Regions from separate parts of the Mus musculus genome. Here region 2 is linked to region 1. The links are chromatin contacts, called in public HiChIP or PLAC-seq maps. All regions are on one chromosome and are shown on one strand. The core of a region is the stretch at or near the end of the contact, and the rest is flanking DNA. Distances in the headings are between cores, read along the strand shown.

The links. HiChIP or PLAC-seq counts read pairs in DNA pulled down with a chosen protein or histone mark.
Region 2: a FOXA1 HiChIP or PLAC-seq map of pancreatic cancer cells shows a contact between it and region 1. The contact joins the promoter of Eid2 here to the promoter of Zfp607b in region 1. A contact is called at or near these places in 1 of 39 promoter capture datasets (liver) and 3 of 115 datasets of contacts at active chromatin or transcription factors (embryonic stem cells and pancreatic cancer cells).

What each region holds. Positions count from the first base shown.
Region 1 is chr7:27,685,069-27,690,955 of GRCm38.p6, forward strand. Zfp607b (zinc finger protein 607B) reads left to right here and starts at 4,272. Exons shown (of 6, transcript NM_001112731.1): 1 at 4,272-4,418.
Region 2 is chr7:28,265,099-28,270,770 of GRCm38.p6, forward strand. Eid2 (EP300 interacting inhibitor of differentiation 2) reads left to right here and starts at 2,783. Exons shown (of 1, transcript NM_198425.2): 1 at 2,783-4,070. The coding sequence starts at 2,857. The coding sequence ends at 3,567.

The DNA of each region.
Region 1 (5,887 bases), core at 3,022-5,521:
TATGTAAGTACACTGTAACTGTCTTCAGACACTCCAGAAGAGGGAGTCAGATCTCACTTCGGATGGTTGTGAGCCACCATGTGGTTGCTGGGATTTGGAAGAGCAGTCGGGTGCTCTTACCCACTGAGCCATCTCACCAGCCCCTTCTTTGAAGTTTTTAAAAGATAGAGTCTACTTAGCCCGAGCTGGCCTCAAACTCCCGATTCTCTTGCCTAGTTCTCCTGAGTATTGAGACTGCCATTGGTTGTGTTCTGCCATGTCTGGCTCCTCTTTTTAGAAACAAGTATGTGTGTGTGCATGCACATGTGCACACGCTTCCGTATCCTATCCCTCCTCCCCATGTGTGGTGATCAGAGGACAACTTCCTGGGTTGTGCTTTCTCCCCCTCCATGTGGTGCCAGGAATGGAACTTAGGCTGTCAGACTTGGCTTCAGGGCACCTTTATCTACTTAACTGTCTCACTCCCCTGTTTATATTGCTTTAATACTGGCAGAGCTACCTTGTTTGGAGGTTTTTAATTTGTTTCACTGTCCCCACGATTTGCCTGTTGAACTTACAAAGGCACTTCCTAGCAGAGCTCTCCAGTCCTAGAATCAGTGAAAAACAGCAAAACCTTGATTGTCCCCAGTGCCAGCTTCTTCCTTCTCCCTTCTGGGGATGGGGGGGGGGGCGGGACGCAGACAAACACTAACCTTGACAATCTCCTCCTCTTTGTCCTTTTCTCCCCTCACCTCCATCCTTCTGCTTGATGATATCTGTAAAGGGATGGAGATCCGTTTGCGGACTACTGACCAACAATGAACCCTTCTCTTTGCTTTTATCCTTGGACTCCTAATGCCACCTAGTGGCCATTATGTGCAATGGCAGGTTTCTAGATTTAAAAATGAAAAAACAGTAAAAATTTATCTCATCCATTTTAAGTGGGTCAAGTACCCGTGAGCAGATTATCTGGTGGTTCTGTTTTAAAGACATTGTCCAGATCTCCAGTCATCAGACCGCTTGACTGGTTCTAAGGGATCCCATAAGAGGGTCTCATTCCCACACCTGGAAGACAGTGCTGCTCTTGGCCAGAGGCCTCAGCTCTGCCCAGAGAAGCCTCCCCCTAGCAGCCCAGTGCTGTGTCTGATTCCCCCAGAGCAAGAGAACCTCCATAAGGAAGGAGAAAGCTGACTCATCTATTTTTAGTGTAAAACGTTTAATTGAAAAACGCTCACTGGGTGTGGTGTGCTTCACTTTCATTAAATATACAGAGAAGATTGTAGAACTCCCCCGGACAAACTGGTCAAATCTTTAAAGGTACACCCTCCACACACCTTAGAGACCAATACCATGGGACCAGAGTACCCAGGCCCACTGAGCAGGGTTCGGCTCATGTCCACCTTGCAGGTAGTTCTTTCTCTCCATGAGGTGGGGTTAGGGTAAGGAAATCCTCTAGTCCAGGCTTTTAAGATGTTTAATTTTTAGAGCGTTTTAAATTTTTCTTTGTGTCAGCCTCCACAGCAGTCCATGTGAGCACTAGCCATGTAAGCACGGGTGTGCTTGGGAGCCGAGAGTGAGCGTCAGACACCCTGGACCTGGAATTTAACGTGGTACATGGTGTGTAAGTTGCTTGGCATAGGTCTTGGGAGTTGAGCTTGGGTCCTCCTCAGGTCTGCTGGAGGATCAGCTGCTGAGCCACCTCTCCTGCCCTGGTAGTGTCATTATTAAAGAGTTGCAGGTTTGCTGTTTAAGGCAATGCTGAAGCGGATTGTCTTTTTAAAACTAAGATTATTATGCAGAAGGGTGGTGGTGTAGGCCTTCAATCCCAGCACTTGGGAGGCAGAGGCAGGTTGGTCTATGTGACTATACAGAGAAACTCTAAAAACAACCAAAGAGTTGATTAGAACGGTTATTAAATCCATGGATAGACCACAGTGTGGCAGAGGCTGTAGGAGAATCAGGCCCACTAGGCAGATGGAAGGAAGCATATTTGTTTTGTTTCTTTGATTGATTTTTTTTCAAGACAGGGTTTCTCTGTGTAGCCCTGGCTGTTGAAACTCACTCTGTAGACCAGACTGGTCTTGAACTCAGAGATCAGCCTGATGCTGCCTCCCAAGTGCAGGGATTAAGGCATGGACAACACCGTCCAGCACTGTGAGGGCCCCTTCTTATACTTATTACAGGGAGATACCCCATGGCATGTGATTGTCAGGTAACCTACAGTGTGTGCTTGTAGTTGGGTTTCTGATTCCTGGACACCAGGTGGTAAGGAGGGAGTCTGTTAACCTGGGGCCCACATGGAGAGGGTGCTAAGAGTTTCAGGGAAGAAGTCTAGGAAAACAAACTCCTGGAGGGGAGATATAAGGTGGCTTTGTCACATGGAATGAGGGACTCCACTCTGGTCTGTCGGGCCTCATGTCCTCGATTATTATAAAATGAACTATTTTTAAAATATAAATGTATTTATATCACAGTGTGAAGTAATCTGGTGGTTGCATTTCTTTTAACTTTTGTTAGTCCCCAGTAACCACACAGAGAAACAAAGCTGCACCCAGATACTGGGCAATTATTGATCTATTAATCCTAATCTGGGCAATTATTGATCTATTACATCCTAATCTGGGCAATTATTGATCTATTAATCCTAATCTGGGCAATTATTGATCTATTAATCCTAATCTGGGCAATTATTGATCTATTAATCCTAATCTGGGCAATTATTGATCTATTAATCCTAATCTGGGCAATTATTGATCTATTAATCCTAATCTGGGCAATTATTGATCTATTAATTCTAATCTGGGCAATTATTGATCTATTAATCCTAATCTGGGCAATTATTGATCTATTAATCCTAATCTGGCTACCTGCTCCATCCCACGTTGCTTGCATATTATCACAGATCTGGTTCTTTGGGATTCAGATGTTTTTTTCTCATGGCATCTTTTCAGACCCTCTCCTCCTCCTGGTGATCTGAAACTCCCTCTCTCATTCCTCCCCCTGGCTGGGAGACGTGCTGCCCTGTTTTCTCTCTGCCCAGCCTTTGGGCAATCTGCATTTATTGTCAGGGCAGAGAACAAATGGTAAGATTTTGTTTATAGAACTTGAAACACGAGAGTTTTTTTTAAAAAATCTAAGTATTACAATGTCATTTTCAGATAGAAACAAGAGGTGAGGGCAGAGAAATGACCATTTGAAAACCCCAAGGATAACCTTTCCACGGGGCACAAAACCATTCTGACCACAGTTCATCTCAAACTCAGGTGCTCCCGTGGGCTTAGTGGGATGGAGACTTCCGTGAGCTCCCGACTGCAGCAGCCGGTGCCTTTGTGGCCACAGCACTGTCTGTATAGTGGGTTTCAGATGCACGGTTTCCCCATAGATCTGGCTCTGTAGATGGCCTATTGGTCCAACCGAGGATGTGAAATCTGAGCGCTAAAGAGGGTTCTTCATCGGGTGTCCTGAGCAGACTAAGGGACAGCCACAATGCCGCTGTGTAACGGGACATGTTCAACAACTTCCTCAGCAGGACAGGCGCATACTGAAGATTTGATATGCCATCTTAGGCAAATGGGGGCTGGGAACAAGGTGTTTGAAGCTGGTGTATACTGTGGCTTCTGGTTGCTGTGAAGAAAAGTTCAGACTCCCATAAGCTGTCTTCCCGGCAAACCTGGAATTCTTCTTCTTTTTTTTTTAACTTGGAATTTTTATGATTCTGTTTACTTACCTTATGGTTCGTTGAGATCTGATATGAGATTTGGGTATGCGGGAATTGACTTGCTAAAAGGTCCTTTGTGTAACAATCACAAAAGCCCTCCTGCGAAGCTGTTAGCCGTTTAGTTCAGCTCACCAGAATGGATCCCTCTGCTTCTGGGAAGCCTAAATTCATTCTGCAGTGTCCCTCTTTCTTTGATCGTTCAGAAAAACCCAGAACACTGACAAAGTCCCACCAGAGCACAGCGAGGTGGAACCCTGCAGTGGGTCTCAGGCAAAGCGTATTCAATTACATCTCGATCCAATTTTACTTCCTAGCCTGCGTTTAAAACTTAGGCTCACCTGTCTTCTCCACAGGGGTGAAACCCAGTTACTCACAGAACCCGGAAGTACACACACACACAGAGAGAGAGAGAGAGAGAGAGAGAGAGAGAGAGAGAGAGAGAGAGAGAGAGAGAGAGAGAGAGAGAGAGAGAGAGAGAGAGAGAAGGGCACCATCCCTGGGAACTCCCACAAAGCACAGGGCGCAGCTGCCAGATGGGCTGGCCCAGGTTGCATGCTGGGATATCCCAGAACTATGAAGCATTATATTTCTTGTAGTTTGGGACAAGGGGACTACATTTCCCAGGCAGCATAGGGTCGGAAGTAGATAACTTCTGGTGTGCAGGCGGAGCTACCCCGGATGGTCAGGTGGGAATCAGAAGTCACTGGTTGGCCTCCACAGAGTAAGGCGGGAGACCGCAGGCGGGTGTGGGTGTGGCGAATGGGTGTTGATGTGTGGGCGTGTAGGAACTGTGGTGTGTGTACGTGTGTGTATGTGCGTGTGTGTCTGTCAGTGTCTAACTGTATACACACCTTGAGCTCTCTGCATAATCTGTGTCTCTTTGCTTGTCGCTGTCTGCTCCTGCTTTCTCTCAGGGACACAGGGACTAAAGCAGAGGACCAAGCTTCAGTAAGGGGAGGTCAGGTGCGGGGTCTGAAGGGAAGCTTTCCCCGAGGCTCAGACTTGAGCTTAGGGCTATAATTTAAGGACGGGGGTGTCGTCTAGGAGGGAGGGTACTTGTTGAGCTCCGTGACTGTCTCAGAGCTCTGCCGAATCTGAATATCGAGGGAAGAGAAGGAAAGTTCTCACTGAGGATGCTCTCAAATGTAGTCTGCGATCTCATGTATACTCGGGTTCCCTGCTTAGGCCATTATTCAAGAGGGAGGCTGGAGAATAATGAAAATATTATCGCTACCCATCTAAGATTCAAGAGTGAGTGCTCTTTTCGGTTTGAGAACTGAGGTTTTAGTTTTAGAATATAGAATTGTTAGGAAATGAAGCAGGAGCATGCAAATTTACAACTGCACTATTGTCCTTAGTGTCCCCTCCCGTTCCAGCTAGTATTCACATTATCATTTCAGTGACCCTTGATGTCTTCTGTCGACAATCCCATCTTTTTCCCAAGCTGTTTTCCATAGGGACCTACAGAGGTTAGCATTAGGGCTTTCAAACGCTGCTGTTCTACATCTGATTTCTATTTCCATGGCATCACAAGACAGGAAAAGAATGCAGTCGATAGATGGTCTGTTCGCTTGTGAGGATTTCGGGAGTGGGAAAGTGATAGCACTGAAGGACTTCATCTAACTTATATTTTTGTCACGAGTACACTTGCCATCTACTCTCTAAGACTTTACAAACTATTAATCCCAGTCACCATGTTTCATGACACATCTCCCAACTCTCTCGCTTATGGTATAGATCTACCTCCCACTCTCGACCCCGATGCTGCACATCCAGCCTCCGCCACTCAAACCCCAGTAACCGGCATCTTACTGTTCCTAGGAGAAAACAGCTTCAGATTCTACATGACTGAGACCATGGGGGTCTGTCTTTTGTTTAAAGATGAAGTATTTGTCTTCAAAGTTATGTATGTTGGGTTATGTGTCCATGACCACAGGTGCCTCTGGAAACCAGAGCTATAGGCTTCCCTGCAGCTTGAGTTCCAGGCACTGTAGCTGTCAGGAGACTGAACTCGGTCCTCTGGAAAAGCCATAGTGGCTCTCAACCCCTGAGCCATCACCATCCCCCGTGCTTGCCTTCCTCTTTAGCGTATTGCATGTGTGCATCCATTTTGTAGTAAATGATTCACTGTGCGTGAGCCCCATCCTCCATGTGCTTGGTCCATTCGTCTGCTGGTGAGGTCGCGTATCA
Region 2 (5,672 bases), core at 1,533-4,032, 580 kb after region 1:
AGATTTCTGAGTATGAGGCCAGCCTGGTCTACAGAGTGAGTTCCAGGACAGCCAGGGCCACACAGAGAAACCCTGTCTCAAACAAACAAACAAACAAACAAACAAACAAACAGAGTTCTTGTGGCCATAGTGTCTCTTCACAGCAGTAGAAACCCTAAGACAATGACTTTATATGAGGTTCTTAGGTTGTGGGGACATGCTCCCAAAAGCAACCGTGGGACTTGGTCTTGTCATTCTCTCTGCTTCATGGTTCATGATGCAAAGGGTTCTCTCCACCATGCACTCCCCAAATGATATGCCCTTAGCAATGGCCTACAGCAGTGAGATGCTCAATCTTTGACTGAACCTTCGGAATTCTGGGCTAAATAAACCTCCTTATATATTGGCTACCTCCGGTCTCATTGTGGTAACTCGATGTTACTAATGTTTAGTCACTAATGACTAATGTGACTAAATGTACCGATCAAATTACATCACAGTGTGTGGGAAGCGGTTTCCGCTGTGCCTGTGTGGCTTAATTGGTAAACAAGCAATGTGCGCATGTGTGAGAGTGTTTTTCGTGCCAAGTCACGGCCCATCCCGGGGAGTGGTGATGCGGCTCTGGGAGAGCAGCCAATCAGGTGTGGACACGCCACACTAAGGTGTATATAAGCAGCGCCTTTTTGATGCTTGGGGTCTTCCTCTTCATGTTGAAACTGGTGTAATAAAGTTGCTGCAGAAGGATCCGGTTTCTCACACGTGTGTTCTTGCTGGCGAGACAATAGCGCGTGTGAGAACAGTGGGCACATGCACAACTGCCAAAGAGCATGGCAACAGGCTCTTCTCTCGTGACAGCTCCTCCTACAGTGTGCGAGAAGCAGAGGCATTGTATGCATCCTACCTGAGCATGCCCTCAGATTCCCCTTCGTTTGCATCCGTGTTAGACCTTGAATTATGCAATCTCAGTAAGACATAGACACTTAAATGCCACCTGGAAAGCACCAGACAGTCTGGCGGGGATGGGGTGGGGGTTGGGGGGGGCCCTACAGTTTCTGTAAGAGATCAGCATTAGCTCAGGATACTTCAAGACCAAGGTCTCCTACAAAAGAGATTTATTTGCCCCAGAGAGACAAGGGCAGGGAATAAGAGATAAATGCTGGAGATAGAGGAGGAGGCAAGGGGGAGGGAGCAAGAGAGAGGGGGGATTTCTCTAGAATGAGGCAAAGGACTGGGATAGAGAGGAGACAGATGCGGCACATTCTGCAAATGGCAATTAGTAAAGGCTCAAAGGGAAACCCCCGTGATAGGATGAGGTGTTTAATTTTGATTGGACAGGTTGATTTGGATAGGCAAAGGGAGCTTTTGATTGCTGGACTTCAGTGCTTTGATAGCTGGACCTTGATAGCCAGCTTCAGGAGGAGGATGTGATCTTACAGTTTTCTTAGCAAAGCATTGGGAACAGGAGAGAAGGGCAAGGCCTGCCAGAGCCGTGTTTGCCAAGCTCTGGACAGCTAGAGCCGCTTCGCTTTCCAAAAGTTGTGTTCACAACTCGGGGTCTGACTTGGGGAAAGAGTGATATTTAAAAGAATCCACAAAGGAAAGCAGATAATTGACTAAATGACATAAGTGACGGGAAGGACGTGGCTGCTAGTATACATCAAAATGTTGAGCAGTCACCAAAGGTCTCGAGTGCCCTGTGAGCAGCCGACTCACAGGACACGCCTGCTCTCCCTTACTGTCCCGTTCTTTTCTCAACATGTTCGCACGCACGAAGACTTCAGAGAACAACTTTTGGGTGTCATTTTTTTCCTTCCACCATGTGGGTTTCTGGGATTGAACACAAGTAGTCATCAGATTTTGGGGAAAGTGACTTTACCCACTGAGCCATCTTGTTGGCCTTTATGGTTCAGTTGTAAGTCTATCTATTTATGTTTTGCCTTTAATTGATAAATCATAGTAGAGTTAATAGGTTAGTATAGTTAATAATAACCTGTACTAGGTTAGTTAACTATCGAGGCATAGTGAGACATGCCTATCATCCTAGACTCAAGAAGCAGAGGCAGGAAGATCAGGAGTTCAAGGCCATCCTTAGCAGTCTGAGCTTCGTGAAACTGTTTCAAAAACACAACCAAGAGACCAGAGACCTGGCTGCAAGGTTAAGAGCACTGGCTACTCTGGTAAAGGTTTAATCACAGCACCCAGCAGGGTTTCCGTAACTCCAGTTCCAGAGGATCCAGCGCCCTCTTCTGGCTTCTGTTGGCATTGTATTATGTGGTACACATATAAACATGGAAGCAAACCATCATGCCCATAAAATAAAATACATACAAATAAAGAAAACTTTTTTTTGTTTTTGTTTTTTTTTTTGGTTTTTTTTTTTTTTTTTTTTGGTTTTTTCGAGACAGGGTTTCTCTGTATAGTCCTGGCTGTCCTGGAACTCACTCTGTAGTCCAGGCTGGCCTTGAACTCAGAAATCTGCCTGCCTCTGCCTCCCTAGTGCTGGGATTAAAGGCGCGCGCCACCACGCCCGGCAAGAAAACTTTAAAGACTAATTTTAAAACTAAAATTAAATTTAGAAACTTAAACCGATTGGTAGAAATGTGAAAGAGACCCCCCCCCTTCAACAGAAAGGATGCAACCGCTCTTCTGACTGCTAGGTAGCAATCTCAAGGCTCGCCAGCAAATGCCCGGAGGACACGCGTGCGCACTGCTCCTCGGCTTCGCCGTTGGAGCTACGCCTGCGCAGACGGCGAGACACGCGACCCCCTACCCGTGCGCATTGCGCTCGTGGACGCGCCCTCGCGTGCACGCCCCGCGCCTCACGGCCCCGTTCTTCCCGGGTCTCAGCGAGCAGCGGTGCTGACCCCGCGGTCCGACATGTCGCAGCTGCCCGCAGTCAGCAGCGCCCCGCAGACGGGAGCAGCGAGCCGCGACCGCCGGCTCCCGCAGGCCGAGGTAGGCGGCGGGCGGCGTGCGCTCCCGGGTCCGGCGCGACCTGGGGAGACCCGGGGACGCCCAATGGCGGCGGCCCGGGAAGGCCCCGCAGCCCCGGCGGCGGCTGCCAGGGGAGGCCGGGTGGCTGCAGCCCGGGAAGGCAGGGCGGCGGCGGCCCGAGGAGGCCCTGGGGCGGCGCCCCGGGGCGGCGCAGCGGCCCGCGAAGGCCCGGCGGCGGCGGCGGCGTCCAGGGAAGCCCGGATGGCAGAGGTGGCCCGGCTGCTGGGCGATCCGCTGGAGGAGGAGGCTCCGGAGGGCAGGCCCCGGTCCAGGGCGGGCGGCCTGGCGGCGATGCCGTACATGCGCTTCCGCCACCCCCTCAGCGTCTTGGGCATCAATTACCAGCAGTTCCTGCGCCACTACCTGGAGAACTACCCGATCGCCCCCGGCCGGATCCAGGAGCTGGAGGAGCGCCGGCGGCGCTTCGTGGAGGCCTGCCGAGCCAGGGAGGCAGCCTTCGACATAGAGTACCTGCGTAACCCCCAGAGGGTGGATTTTGACATTTTAACGTTTACCATAGCCCTGACTGCATCAGAGGTGATCAATCCTCTAATAGAAGAACTGGGTTGCGATAAGTTCATCCACAGAGAGTGAAGAGTCGGACTGCGGGGAGGGCACGGCACCAAGACCTCCGCATCCAAGTGAAACCCCATCCTGCAACTTGGTTTTAAGAAATCAAACGGATCTTGAGAGGCAGCGCTTCCTCAGAGGGAGGAAAAGCGTCAGAAAATTGGGGGTGGGGAGGGAAAGCATCGTAGACTCCTACCGTTTCTTGAGTTTATGATCAGTTGAAATTTCTTGTGTTATGGAAAAGGTCCATCCTCGTGGCTTCGTTAATAAGTAAAGGACGGTTTTGTAAAACTGTAAAGACTTAAAATTGCCAGTAGTAGAGCCCACGACGAAGAAGACTCGAAGAGAAAGCTGGTTTTAGGACGAGGTTTCTGTGGAGAACTTGACCTTGTCAGAGCAGGCAAAGTCTTCACGTCAGCGTCAACAAGCGTGTATAGTGTAAGAGGGATTTTGTGTCTCAGACATTGTGAATGGCGAACAACATAAATATTGTATATAGTATGTGATAAATCGTGTTTCCAAACATACCAATTTTCTGGGATTTTATTTTCCATTTTTCAAAAGTTTTTTTTTTCCGTCATTGCTTTGTAATTAATCTATTCCTAAGTCCCAAGACTATGAAGGATTGAGAGTCTTCTGTCCTTCTCTCCTTGTCCCCATGCCTCATGCAGCCTCTGAAGGCAGTTTCCGTCCTTGTTTCCTTTTTTATACACATTTTATTTCTCAGCAGAGTTGACAGATTTTGGTTTGGATATTGTGATTTCTTATGAAGATACCGTGAAGAACCTTCCCGACCAGTATATTTACTCCTTAGGGCTATATTTTGTGGTTATGCTGTTATGAACCAGGAATATACTGGTGGACGGTGGGCTTTTTCCCATCGGTTTCTCCTGGCAGTATGGCGCCACCTCTGGTAGGTTGGCGCCTGCGCACACCAACGGGCCCGTGGGCAGGCACATACTGCTTCCGTTCTGAACACATTTTTCATGTCTACCATCCCAAGGTGGAATAAGTCTTATACTTGATGGTGTTATATACCTACTACTTTTTGGGGTTTTTTGGTTTTTTCGAGACAGGGTTTCTCTTTATAGCCCTGGCTGTCCCGGAACTCACTTTGTAGACCAGGCTGGCCTCGAACTCAGAAATCCGCCTGCCTCTGCCTCCTGAGAGCTGGGATTAAAGGCGTGCGCCACCACGCCTGGTTTTGTTTTGTTTTGTTTGTCTTTTAAGTTTCCATAAAATTGACGGTTCGTCTCACTAGCTTCTTAGGCTTTTTGTTCTTGATAATCTCTGTAGCCTGATGTCTAGAGGTGACAGTCCTGGGCCAAAGGCTTGCCTTTGTAACTTTACAGATGCAGCTAATTGGCCCCTTGGTGCTCCCACCAGTGATCGATAATTGGATGTTTTCTGACTCCCTAGCCAATATGCTCAACCATCAGATGCACAGTGCTTACCAGACTGACGGTAGAAAAAAAAGATATAGCGGTTGTAAGGTTTTTATTGTAAGTTATCTTTTCACTTTAGAATGAAAAGGTGGGGGGATGGAGAGATGGCTCAGCGGTTAAGAGCACTGACTGCTCTTCCAGAGGTCCTGAGTTCAAATCCCAGCAACCACATGGTGGCTCACAACCATCCGTAATGAGATCTGGCACCCTCTTCTGGAGTGTCTGAAGACAACTATAGTGTACTTACATACAATAAACAAATCTTAAAAAAAAAAAAAAAAAAAAGGAAAAGGTGAAGCCGGTGTGGTGGTGAATGCCTTTAATCTCAGCACTTGGGAGGCAGAGGCAGATTTCTGAGTTCAAAGCCAGGCTGGTCTACAAAGTGAGTTCCAGGACAGCCAGGGCTACACGATGAAACCCTGTCTCGAAAAAAAAAAGAAACAAAAGGTGGGTCAATGATAGCACACTTGCCTAGAATCCCCCAGTGAGGGGCTGGGGGCGTGGCTCAGTGGTAGAGCCCCTGCCTAGAATCCCCCAATGAGGGGCTGGGGGCGTGGCTAGACCCCCCCAGTGAGGGGCTGGGGGCGTGGCTCAGTGGTAGAGCCCCTGCCTAGAATCCCCCAGTAAGGGGTTGGGGCATGGCTCAGTGGTAGAGCCCCTGCCTAGAATCCCCCAGTGAGGGGT